3 separate regions of the Gossypium hirsutum genome follow, and regions 1 and 2 are each linked to region 3. A link is a contact called in public Hi-C data. All regions are on one chromosome and are shown on one strand. The core of a region is the stretch at or near the end of the contact, and the rest is flanking DNA. Distances in the headings are between cores, read along the strand shown.

Evidence for each region. A called contact is a pair of places that touch in the nucleus more often than the background predicts.
Region 1: a contact with region 3 is called in a Hi-C map of leaf, with 2.2 times the contacts expected there. The contact joins the enhancer-like site here to the promoter of LOC107950649 in region 3. A contact is called at or near these places in 3 of 34 Hi-C or Micro-C datasets (hypocotyl and leaf).
Region 2: a contact with region 3 is called in a Hi-C map of leaf, with 2.4 times the contacts expected there. The contact joins the promoter of LOC107952496 here to the promoter of LOC107950649 in region 3. A contact is called at or near these places in 9 of 34 Hi-C or Micro-C datasets (anther, callus and leaf).

What each region holds. Positions count from the first base shown.
Region 1 is chrA08:9,418,500-9,422,265 of Gossypium_hirsutum_v2.1, forward strand. No RefSeq gene overlaps it. Among protein-coding and RNA genes, the nearest start is that of LOC107952456, 5.4 kb to the right of the region's middle. Within about 2 kb of position 1,267, at least 1 of the 9 cell types and tissues checked has an H3K27ac peak or open chromatin away from gene starts, as enhancers often do. A contact at or near this core is called in leaf, where this site is marked.
Region 2 is chrA08:8,995,695-8,999,407 of Gossypium_hirsutum_v2.1, forward strand. LOC107952496 reads left to right here and starts at 2,283. Exons shown (of 4, transcript XR_001698819.2): 1 at 2,283-2,688; 2 at 2,886-3,003; 3 at 3,087-3,183; 4 at 3,662-3,713. It overlaps LOC107896233 (ras-related protein RABD2a), which reads right to left and starts at 1,296. Exons shown (of 8, transcript XM_016821376.2): 1 at 975-1,296; 2 at 87-159. The coding sequence starts at 988.
Region 3 is chrA08:9,235,457-9,239,275 of Gossypium_hirsutum_v2.1, forward strand. LOC107950649 (nitrate regulatory gene2 protein) reads right to left here and starts at 1,748. Exons shown (of 4, transcript XM_041075821.1): 1 at 337-1,748; 2 at 45-229. The coding sequence starts at 1,597.

The DNA of each region.
Region 1 (3,766 bases), core at 17-2,516, 180 kb after region 3:
ATTAAATGTTATTGGTTTTGTCTTTGAGCCCGAGTTTGATTCCTCTCCTACTCACATTTGTATTTTTATTTCATTTTGTTTCAAACTTTACTTTTATTTTTAATTACTATTTTTAACATATTAGTTTCTCTAGTTAGATGGTTAAATAATAATTATTTTATCTTGAGTCCTAGATTCAATTCCTCTTCTATGAACTTTAGTATTTTTTATTTAATGTTGTTTCAACTTTCAAGCTTTTTTTTATTTTAATTCATTTTTTTAATTAATAAACCTTTTAATTATAAAATCAAATAATTATTACCTAATATCATTATTTTTAGTAAATAAAATTTTTATATGTGTAATATTTATTTTTCAATCCATATCATGAGTGTAGTAAATTTTAGTATAATATATTTTTGTATGTGTGTTTGAAATAATTATTTGAAATATTTCACTTATAAACATAATGATATTTGAAATATTTCACACATAAAAATATTTGAAATATCATACCCAAAAGTAGATGAAAAAACAATTATATCTGAAATAATTATTTGATTTTATAATATTAGAAATAACAATATCCACAATATAAGAAGAAAAAATAAACATTTGACATATAAATATTATATATAAAGAAAAATATATCAAAAAATTAGTTTGTGTTTTTAAAAAATAAAATATATTTAACATAATGATAAATATTAATTTTATCAAAAATATATTTTTATTATATAATTGGGAATAATTATTTAATTTTATAAATAAAATAGTTATTAATTAAAAAGTTGAATTAAAACTAATAAAACTTGAAAATATATATTAATTTAAAAATTAATTTAAAAAATAAAAACTTGAAACAACATAAAATAAAAAATATAAATATTCTTAAGAAAAAAGAATCGAACGTAGGACTCAAAGATAAAATCAAAATTATTTAAGCATCTAGACAAATGAGCTAATATATTAATAACATTAATTAAAAATAAAACTAAAGCTTAAAACAAATAAAATAAAAATACAAATGTGAGTAGTAATCGAATTTGAGACATAAAAATTAACCCAAAACCTTTTTTTTAACTGACTTTTTTTTATTATCAAATTTTGCACATTTAACCCTTCCAATTACATGTGCGACTGTCAATTATTAGGGTTCCAAACCCTAACTTCAACTTCAGAACAAATGGGCCTTCGGACCTCATGACTAATTTGGACTTGGGCTTGAATTGAACGTCAATTCAATTTTAGGCTTCAAATGAGATCTGAACTCAATTTGGGCATGAACCGATATATTAGACCAGACATAACTCGGACCTTCGCTTTAATAAAATTCAAAAATGGGCCTCAAGATGAGGCATGTCAAAGTAAATACAAAATGATTTTATTTTAAAAATAATAAATAAGAATGATTTATTCAAAATGGGCCTAACAAATTTGTACCTTTTCAAAACTGTCGAGGATCTAAAGTACATTTACATCAACATCTTATTTGAATAACTTGAATTGTTCGAGTTCTAAAATTTAACTCAACTCTAATTTGAAAAATAGAATTACTTATTTTAGTTTATTTGAAAAACTAAATAACTTGGTTCCATTAACTCAAAATTAAAAAAAAAATTATTTTGTTTTCGAATCAAAGCAAGTTTACTCACCTAAAATAGCCACATAAGTGATATAATTGCACATTATGTACATTATTCATTTTAATATAACACCTCTCTCGATGAAATGTGATGGTCTATAGAAAATTTACAAAATATATCTATTTTGTTGCATCAAATTTCATGGTTTTGTTTGCAAAATGCATTTCATAACTAATATAGTAACACCCCTCACTCCAGTTCAACACCGGAACAGGATACGAGGTGTTACTGTACTTAAACACATGCTTACAAACATTTTCGTGCCATAAATTTTCGTTTAAATTAAAAAGTTTTGAAAACCGAACATAAAGTCCCTAATATGAGCCCATAAGGCCCAAAACACTCTTCGAAAAAGATTCGGGACTTAACTGAGTGCTTTAGAAAACTTTGAAAAATTTCAAGGTAAATAGGGCACACGCCCGTGTGGAAAAGTGACACACTCGTGTGTCATCTTAAATGATCGTGCTGAAGGCCCGTGTAGCCCACACAGCCTGGGCATATCTAGACACGTTCGTGTCCCTAACCCGTGTGGATTTATTTTTCAATTCAAACCTACAAGGGTTTTCACACGGCCTGGCATACGTCTGTGTCCATTGCCCGTGTCTCTCACACGACCATGACACTCCCGTGTTTTAGCCCGTGTACAAAAACCTTGACATTCTGTTTTTGACGTCATCAACCAATTAAGATTCCGTGTACAAAAATATCATCATTTGCATATATTAATAATGAATATTAGCCATTGTTCATGGCCTTATACAAAATGAAAGATTCCGTGTCAAGTCAACACTTTGACTCCAGAACAATATGACACTAACGAAAGACTAAGTCCGTATACATGCCATACTCAAAATAGAAAAACTAACTATACCAAGTGCTACAATTGATAGTCTGAACGATGCCTCATACGTCCGTTGATTCACGAGCTATTTAGGTGGCACTATAAGAAAATAGAAAGGTAAGAACTAAGCACAAAGCTTAGTAAGTTGCATGTAAATATATAACATCAATTTACCATGCATTAACGTACTCATAACATATCGTAATTTGCACAAAATACACAAATAGTAGTAAGCATAACTTATTCATTTTCATTTCTAACTACTCTTACAATATAGATTGAGTTTGCATATCATGAAATTCATGTGAATACCTGTAGCACTCATTGTATAGTCATAACCTCTCTTATTCCAACATAAACAGTAAATTTTACCGTTGAACCCTTTGGAATACTACAGGATATTCAATAAGCCTCAAACATAGGGTAAGATGCTGACGCCATGTCCCAGACATGGTCTTACATTGGCTCATACATCAAAGTCGATGCCATGTCCCAGACATGGTCTTACACTGACTCTCAAATATCGAGGCCGATGCCATGTCCCAAATATGGTCTTACACTGGCTCTCACATATTGAAGCCGATGCCATGTTCCAGACATGGTCTTACACTGGCTCTCACATATTGAAGTCGATGCCATGTCCCAGACATGGTCTTACACTGGCTCTCACATATTGAAGCCGTTGCCATGTCCCAAACATGGTCTTACACTGGCTCTCATCTATCGGTGCAGATGCCATGTTCCAAACATGGTCTTACACTAGCACTCATATAACCCTAGTACCATGGCATGAATATCCGACCTATTCCTACGGTTCAGCCAGGATTTCCCATATCAATTTCGTCATACATTGTTAATAGTTACATTCAAACATTTTATGCGATATCAATCATTCAATGCATGATAAAAATAAAGTTGTAATATTTACGCACAACTTACCTCGGTATACAAAATATAGGCGACTAATTGGATTTATTCCACCAGCTTGGCTTTCCCCCAGTCTAGGTTCGGATTACATAATTCTTGATCTAAAACAATAAAAATTATTTCGTTTAATCATCACATTAATAAAAAATTCCACAATTCATACTTTGGCAAAATGATCATTTTACCCTTAGACTTTGAAAAAAATTATGATTCTACCCCTAGGCTCGTAAATCGATTTTTATTGAGTTTCCTCATTAACCAAGCCTAGTCAAATACTTTTTATATTTATAGCAACTTACCATTTCAATTATTCCACCCATTTACAACCCATTTTATCAACTTCACAAAATGGTCCCTTTAGGTGTTTCTCATG
Region 2 (3,713 bases), core at 1,033-3,532, 240 kb before region 3:
CTCATACAAATATCTTGAATGTGCAACAGAACTCTAAAAAGTAAAGAGATTTAATCTCAAATGCCAATTTAAGTCAAGAAACTTACAGCAAATCTCAAAAGAAGGCAAGATTTTCCAACACCTGAATCTCCAATAAGAAGTAGCTTGAAAAGATAGTCACTGCAAAAGTGTGCAACCACAGATAATATTAACATACTTCTCAATGATGTAAGAACATGATATCTCTAATTATACCACGCACAACAAAAAGTTGATTTCCATAAACGATGCAAAACAGACAACACAAAGAGACTATTTCAGAAACCAAAACTAAAGTTGATATTGTCAGCAATAAAAACTCAGAACACCAAATTATTTACCAAAGGTCAACCCTAACAATTCCGCGTCATTGACGGTTGAATTCTTAATTTTGTTGGTGCCTCAATATAAAATTCATTTCAATTCCATTCAAGTTAGAGCAAGTGAGCATATGTTTGCTACATCACCCTTGAAAAGTTCAATCAATGGACACTTTTTCGAGTTAGATTTGCTTCTTCATCACAAATAATCGATTTGGCAAAGACATCGGAACTTACAGTATATCTTAATACTATTTAGAATCCAGTTCAAACCAAAATCCATTTAATTTTTTCTTATACCATATAGATACTACAAAGGAAGGGCGTGAATAATTGAAGAACGCATCAAAGCTCGCATCTTTTCCTCCTTTTTTTTTTCACTAAATCCCAGAGAGAAACCCCAGTTGGAAATAAGACAACTTTAGAAACAAATACAGACGAGAAAAGAAAATCCCAATTCCATCAACAGATCTAAGAGCAAAACCTAGCGACTTTCAACACCGAGAATTATAGTTTCTTACAAAAATTTCGAGCGTCATCGCACCACCAAGAAGAAAAATAACGTCACGAAATAATAAAACAGCGCAAAAAAAAAGTTAAAAATACTACTAAAATAAAAATAAAGAGAGAACTTACTATTCGGGATTCATGGTAGGCTGAAGAAAATAGAAAGATCGAAGGGTGAGATCGTCGAACTCGAAATGAAATTTCCGGCTATAGATCACAAAGATCTGACACCGTTTCGCCGGAAAAATTCGGCTGAAGTAAGGAGAAAAAGAAGAAGAAAGATAAAAGGGGGCAAAAGCAGAGATGAGAAGACACGCAAACGCAAGAGGGTGGAAGCCTGAAGCCTGAAGCAGAGAGAGTATATTTAAAATTGAAGTAAACGGCAATTCTTCGTTTGGTTCTAAGGAACTCTTTGGATCTGGGTCTGGAGTCGATTGAACTGGGCCATTGACGTTTACTCAAGAAACAAACAATAATGGATCTGATCAAGTTCCAGTGTTTGTTTTTGGGGCTGGGCTTTGTGGCTCACTTCATTACTGTTTAAGAAAAATGCAACGGTGGATTTGAATTTCTTTTTCGTTTTTAAAGGTCAAAAATTATAAATAAATAAATTTCCTTTGCAATTTATTTCTCCGAACAAAAAATCATCAAGGACTAGTTTTTTATTTTCTTTTTTCTTTAATTTTTTCTAAAATATTATTTTATTATTTTATTTTATTTATTGTCACATAACACACAAAATTAAAGAATCTAAGGAGTGATTTCACTTAGTACTCTCATAACCCAAACTTCCCAATTGCACAAAATTATTCTTTGAAAAGTCCTTGTAATTGATTGAAAACCCCAAGAATAATTCTCAGTAAAAAAATAATTTACTGAAAATTCAATGATTTTGAGAAACATAGGTTCAAATTATGGAGTAAACTTATCGATTTAGGATTTAGTAATCTCTTGATTGTAGGCTCACTTTTATACTCTTTTTCCATTTTTAGTCTTTAAAAAAATGATTGAAAACTCAATTTAATGTCATCTTTCATCAATTTACAATGCTTACGGTGGGTTTGGATGGGCAGTACATTTAATTACGGTTAGTGTAAAAACATTGGTGGTAGTGATATTAGATACTATAGCGATACTGTAATGTGTGACAAAAAATAAGTTAAATGCACTGCACCATACCCTACCGCCTATCTAAACCCACCCGTAATTGGCACAAAATTCTTACCTTCCATTATGATGATATATGCCACCAAAAATACTAACGCATTATCAATTTCCTTATTGTTATTCTCAATTAATTGTTATTATTAATTATTTATTATAAAAACTCAATTGTAATGGTCACTGATATTGAGGGTACAAATTTGGCAAAGATTGAATCATGTTGGCCATTGGCATATGCCTCTTTTAAGTGTCAATACAAGGATAATGCTAACGCTTCGTTTGGTTCAATGTAATGGCAAAGCTATTACAAGATGGTTCCAATTTCTATAGTAAAGCAGAGGTTTGGTTCATTGGAATGCTTAGAACACCGAATGGCGATTACAACTTCATTCCGAAAATTATTGCATAGTCATTCAGAGAAGGAGGTGCCGAATTGGCTATTCTAGCCTCTCCACCAAATGACCTTATTTTCCCTTTCGAAAACACCCTCAGATTGAAATTTCTCAATGATTTCACTTTTTCTTTTCTTTAGCCATCAACAATCTCACGCTCAAATCAACCTGAAAGGAAGCAAATCAACCTGAAGGCCAAAGACCCACACTTCGTTTACCGCTCCTGAGCGGTTCCAACCTATCACTGGAATTGCCTGGTGCTCAGTAAGGCCCTGCTTATTTTGATGGTAATTTTTTTTCTTTCTCTTGAATAGAGAAGTAAATCAATGGCTTATAGTCATATTCATTCAAGAAGTTATCCATTATCTACATGGTCCAAAAACAAGGTTGATAAATTGAAACTTTCAGGTCTCATTTTCCTTTTCCAGGTTGCCATATTATTTTACTGAACATTTGTAATTGAAAAGGTTGAACTTTTTTCTAGGTTTAAACGAAGCAGCATTTTCATTAGGTCATGGGCTTTCAATTTGCAGAACTCCCTATGTTAAATGTTCACAAAAGCTGGGTGAACAATCACTGGGCATTTCCAGAGTTGTTGATAAGTGGGTCTCATTTAAAAGATTGAATTCAATTTATCAAAATCTTGAATTAGAAGCCCAAAGTTACTAAATTTTTTAGGGTGCAGGAAACCAGTGAAAAAGGTTGGAAAGAACGAGCATCACTTGTGGAAGGAAAGAGATTCAGCTGGCTCTGGACAAAAGGCACTCAATCTTGATAGAATTGTAAGTTTAATTTGCTTATTTGTTCTATATTGGGTATAGTTTTTAGTTGTAGTATGGATTTGGTATTTGAAGTTTAATTCCAATTTTTAATGATGTTTGTGTTGCATTTGTTTTGTGATTTCACTGTTACTGTATAGCCATTGATTGAAATATGTTTTGTACTAATATTGTTGGAGTTATTCTATTATTTACTGAGAACCCATTTTACTGAAATTTTAGGAGCCATTTTATTTTTTCCTATATAAATTAGGGCTATTGTTCCTTTTGCAACCATGGAAGGCTTTTGCTACTCATCAATAACACCATTTGCAGCTTGAACCAAACTTGCTTTATTTTGCGGTGGCTGCTTGAACCAAACTTACTTTATTCTAGGCATCACTTTTGATTGCAATCAATTTCTTTTTCGGGCTTAATTTATATGCAGTTTTAGTTGTAATGATTCTTAGGTTTGATCGACTGTATGATTAATTTGGTGCAGCGGATACAATATGCAAAGACAAAGTCAGATTGTATAGCCAAAATGATGGAAA
Region 3 (3,819 bases), core at 498-2,997:
AGTAAAAGTAAAAGGGAAAGGGAAAGGGAAAGAATTTATGTTACCTTAACGTCCTCGTAGAGTTTCTTCTCCCAAGCAAGGAGCCGGTCCAAAGTAGAACAAAGGCTCTTTGAACCGCCCGGTTCATTGAGGGCAGTCGCGTCAAGTCGGTATTTCACCGCCAACGGCGGCTTTGAAGTCCAGCTTGAGCTCAGGTTACTGAATGTGCTACTTGAATGATATACTGTCTCTGTAAATTTAAAAATGAGTAAAATAAATTATAAATTTAAGTAAACAAGATGACATCAATTTGAACTGTAACTAAAATAAGCTTAAATTTCCATATCCGAGGCTTACTTTTCAACTGCCTGAAACTTTTATCTAGCTGAGCTCTACTGATCTCAAGCATCTCGGAAACTTGATCTCCGGCGGCGGCAGCCTTATCGAAATTCTCTTTGATCGCATCGACGATCTCTTTCAAATCCTTATGCCTGACAACCATCGTCATATCCATCATAGCGCCCGTTCCATAACCGCCCGCAGACAATCTTGCATCCTCCGACTTATCATCCATTTTATTGCCTGCGGCTGCTCCATACATCTGCTGCCGTGGCTGCGGTTCTACCGGCGGAGGAGTCTGACGAAGATGATGCAACTTCTCCGACTCCCCTCTCCTCGAAGACCGGAAACTGTTGCGGGTCCCGATCTCGGATCTGGATGCCACGTCATCATATCCCTCTTCATCCGATGAACTCGTTGTAGTAAAACGATCATGATCATGGTCCCCCCATTCGCTGCAAAGCACTTCTTCCCTTTCCGTTTCCTCGTCAAAATTACTCTTGGCATTACCGGAACTGATGTTGTAACGGTGGTTCAGCTTTTGTGGACGGAAGAAATCATATTCTGATTTTTCCGTTTCGGTATCTTCCGTATCTTCAGGGTAGTTAGAATCTAAATGATGAGGTTGCTTTCGTTGTTGTACTTTTTGGTCAAAGAATTCGGAGTCTGGTGGTGAGGGAGGGTAAAAATTTTCCCAGTTCCAAACGGAAGAAGCTTGGGAAGGAGTGGCTGAGTACGTGGAATTAGCTGGATAAGCTGTAGGGAAAAAGTGGTTGGAAAACCCAGATTTCGAGCTTCGAGGAGAAGAAGAAAGGCTCGATTCGGACAAAATGTGAGGGAGTTTCGGGGGTATCTTACGTGGCCGACGACGATTGGGTGCGGGTACCGGAGATGAGACACTAGAACCGGAGAGTATGTGAGGGAGTTTCGAGCTAGCTATAGTCGGAGAAGGGGAAGGGGAAGGAAAGAAAGGAGGAGGGGGAGGGTGCAGGGAAGGGGAGGGAGATGGAGGGACACGTAGAGTGGTGGGATTAGATGGTGGAGGAGATGGGTTGGGAGGGTGGAGAAGAACGGCAGGGGTTTCGTCGGAGACGGAAATAGGCTCACCGGCCGCGAAGGAGGCGAGAGCCGAGCCGGTTACACGAAGAGAGCGGCAGTAGTCGGCGTGAGCCGAGGCTAGGTGATGTCGAGCATGAACGGCTTCCTTCATCAAGCGTCGCCGGTCCTTGCACCGCCTTACGATCTCTTCATTGTCTAGCTTTGACGCCGTACAACCCATCCTAACACACTATTTGGTCAAACATGAAAAAAGAAAAAAAAATCAGCAAATAAATGCTGAGCAGACGGTGGCGCGTAGTGTAGCAGGGGCGCCCGGTTTAAGCTTTGTTAACAACTGAATAATGAAAGGAACTGAAGTGCAAGGTAATAATAGCTGATGGGGTATTTGAACTTTTTCCTTTTTGGTATTGTGGCGGGGTCTTCTAGGGCTTTAAAAAAAATCCAAAAATTCATAAATCAAATCAAATGCTAGTATTTTGGTGGGATAAAAAATTGAGTAAATTTTTGAAAAAGAGCCCTTTTTAAAAAAAAATTTATTAGATTAAGTGTAGCAGCTGTTAGTTAAAAAAAAACAATATTACATTATTTAAGAATAAATTGTAAATACATTATGAATCTATGGCACCAAAAAAAATTAAAAAAAAAATATTGGAGACAATTAGAAGCATTTTTTTATAAATCAGTTAAAAACTTTAATCTCGTAATTTTTGAAAAAATAGTCTAATTTAATAATTTGTGTATTTTTAAGAAATTGTCTAAAAAATTACTATGAATAGAATTAAATTTTATTTTAATACTAGAAGTATTTTATTAAAAAAATTAGAGTTGGATTGGGGTATTTTAAATGAGTGGAAGGAGGGAGATTTAGTAATTAATTATATGTAAAAATAGGTTGGTTAATTAAATAAGTTGGTGTTTGCGGTTGCAGAAGGCTGCTTTTTGTTTTCACATTGTGGGTTACAGTGGGGGCGGTTGGAAAGATAAGGGCATAATTAAAGGGTAGACATTGATTATCCACAAACAGTTAAAGAAAAGAGAGAGGATTAAAAAATTTTGTTGTTTTTTAGGGTGGGGGTGTCTTGATTATTAATAAAAAATTTGTTGCCCTTTGAGTGCAGGTTAAAGATGGATGCCGTTTTGGTCTTGGGATAACCCTAAACCTTGAGCCTAAAAGACTGCTTTGCCTAGGTCTTGTTTTTCGCACAAAGGACAATTTTTGAGATTTTTGTTTTATTTTCTTATATATATTTAATTTTTTTTATAAAATGAACTCTCCCGATTAGAGGTGTGCATGGGTCAGGCTACCCGGCCTGGCCCGAAAGTCCACTCGAAAAATGAGAGGGTTCGAGTAAAAATATAGACTCGAAATATAGGTTTGGGCAAAAAAACGAGGCCTATTTAGAAAATAGGCTAGGCTCGGGTAAAATTTTTGGCCCCGGCCCTGCCCAAATTATATACTAAATATATATATTTTTTATTTTTAATCATATTTATATTTTATTTTTAATTTTAATATAATTAATTTTTATTATATTTTCAATTTGTGTATTGTTTTAAAAATTATTTTAATATATTTTTATTTGATTTTTGTTTTAATATTTGTTTTAAATGTATTTGATTATTTAATATATTTTAAAATTTTTTATTTAATGAAATAAGTTAAAAAAATTTAATATGGGTCGGGCCGGGCCGGGCCGGGCTCGGGCTTAATAATTTTATTTCGGGCCGGATTTGGACAAATTTTTAGGCCCATATTTCGAGCTGGGCCGAGCCCGGGCCTAGAAAATGGGCCTAAAATTTTCAGTGAGCACGGCCCAGCCCATGCACACCTCTACTCCCGATCCTTTTAATTGCAAATTTGAATAAATTGATATCTCAAAAATAATTTTAAAAATGAGCAATTAAAGATAATTAATCTCATTGTTAACATTTTTCATCAATTGTAAATGAATTTGATTGTTATGATAATAAATTTAACCCTTAAAATTTATACATTTCTGTCAATTTAATCCTAAATTAACAAATTTATACTGTAATATTTATGTAAATGCATAAATGTTGAGGCCGAATTTTTTAAATTTTTTAGAATTAATGCTAAAATTATAAAATATGTAAACATTAAACGCTAAATTTGTTAATATATTAATCAAAATTATGTACAATTAACGGAAGCCATTAACACTATGATTAATTCCCTTTAGTTACTCACTTTTGAAAGACAAAGATTAAATTACTCTAAGGTTTTTTGTTAGGGATTAATTTACTCAATTTCGAAATTGAAAGGTACTAAAAAAGTCATTTACTTATTTTTTATCTCGAGTATTTTTTTTTAATTTAACATATTTTTAAAACGCAATGTCACATATACTATACGTAGTTGAACAAATACTATATATATTTTTGGTTTAATGTACACTTTAGTCCTTAAATTATATTAGTTTT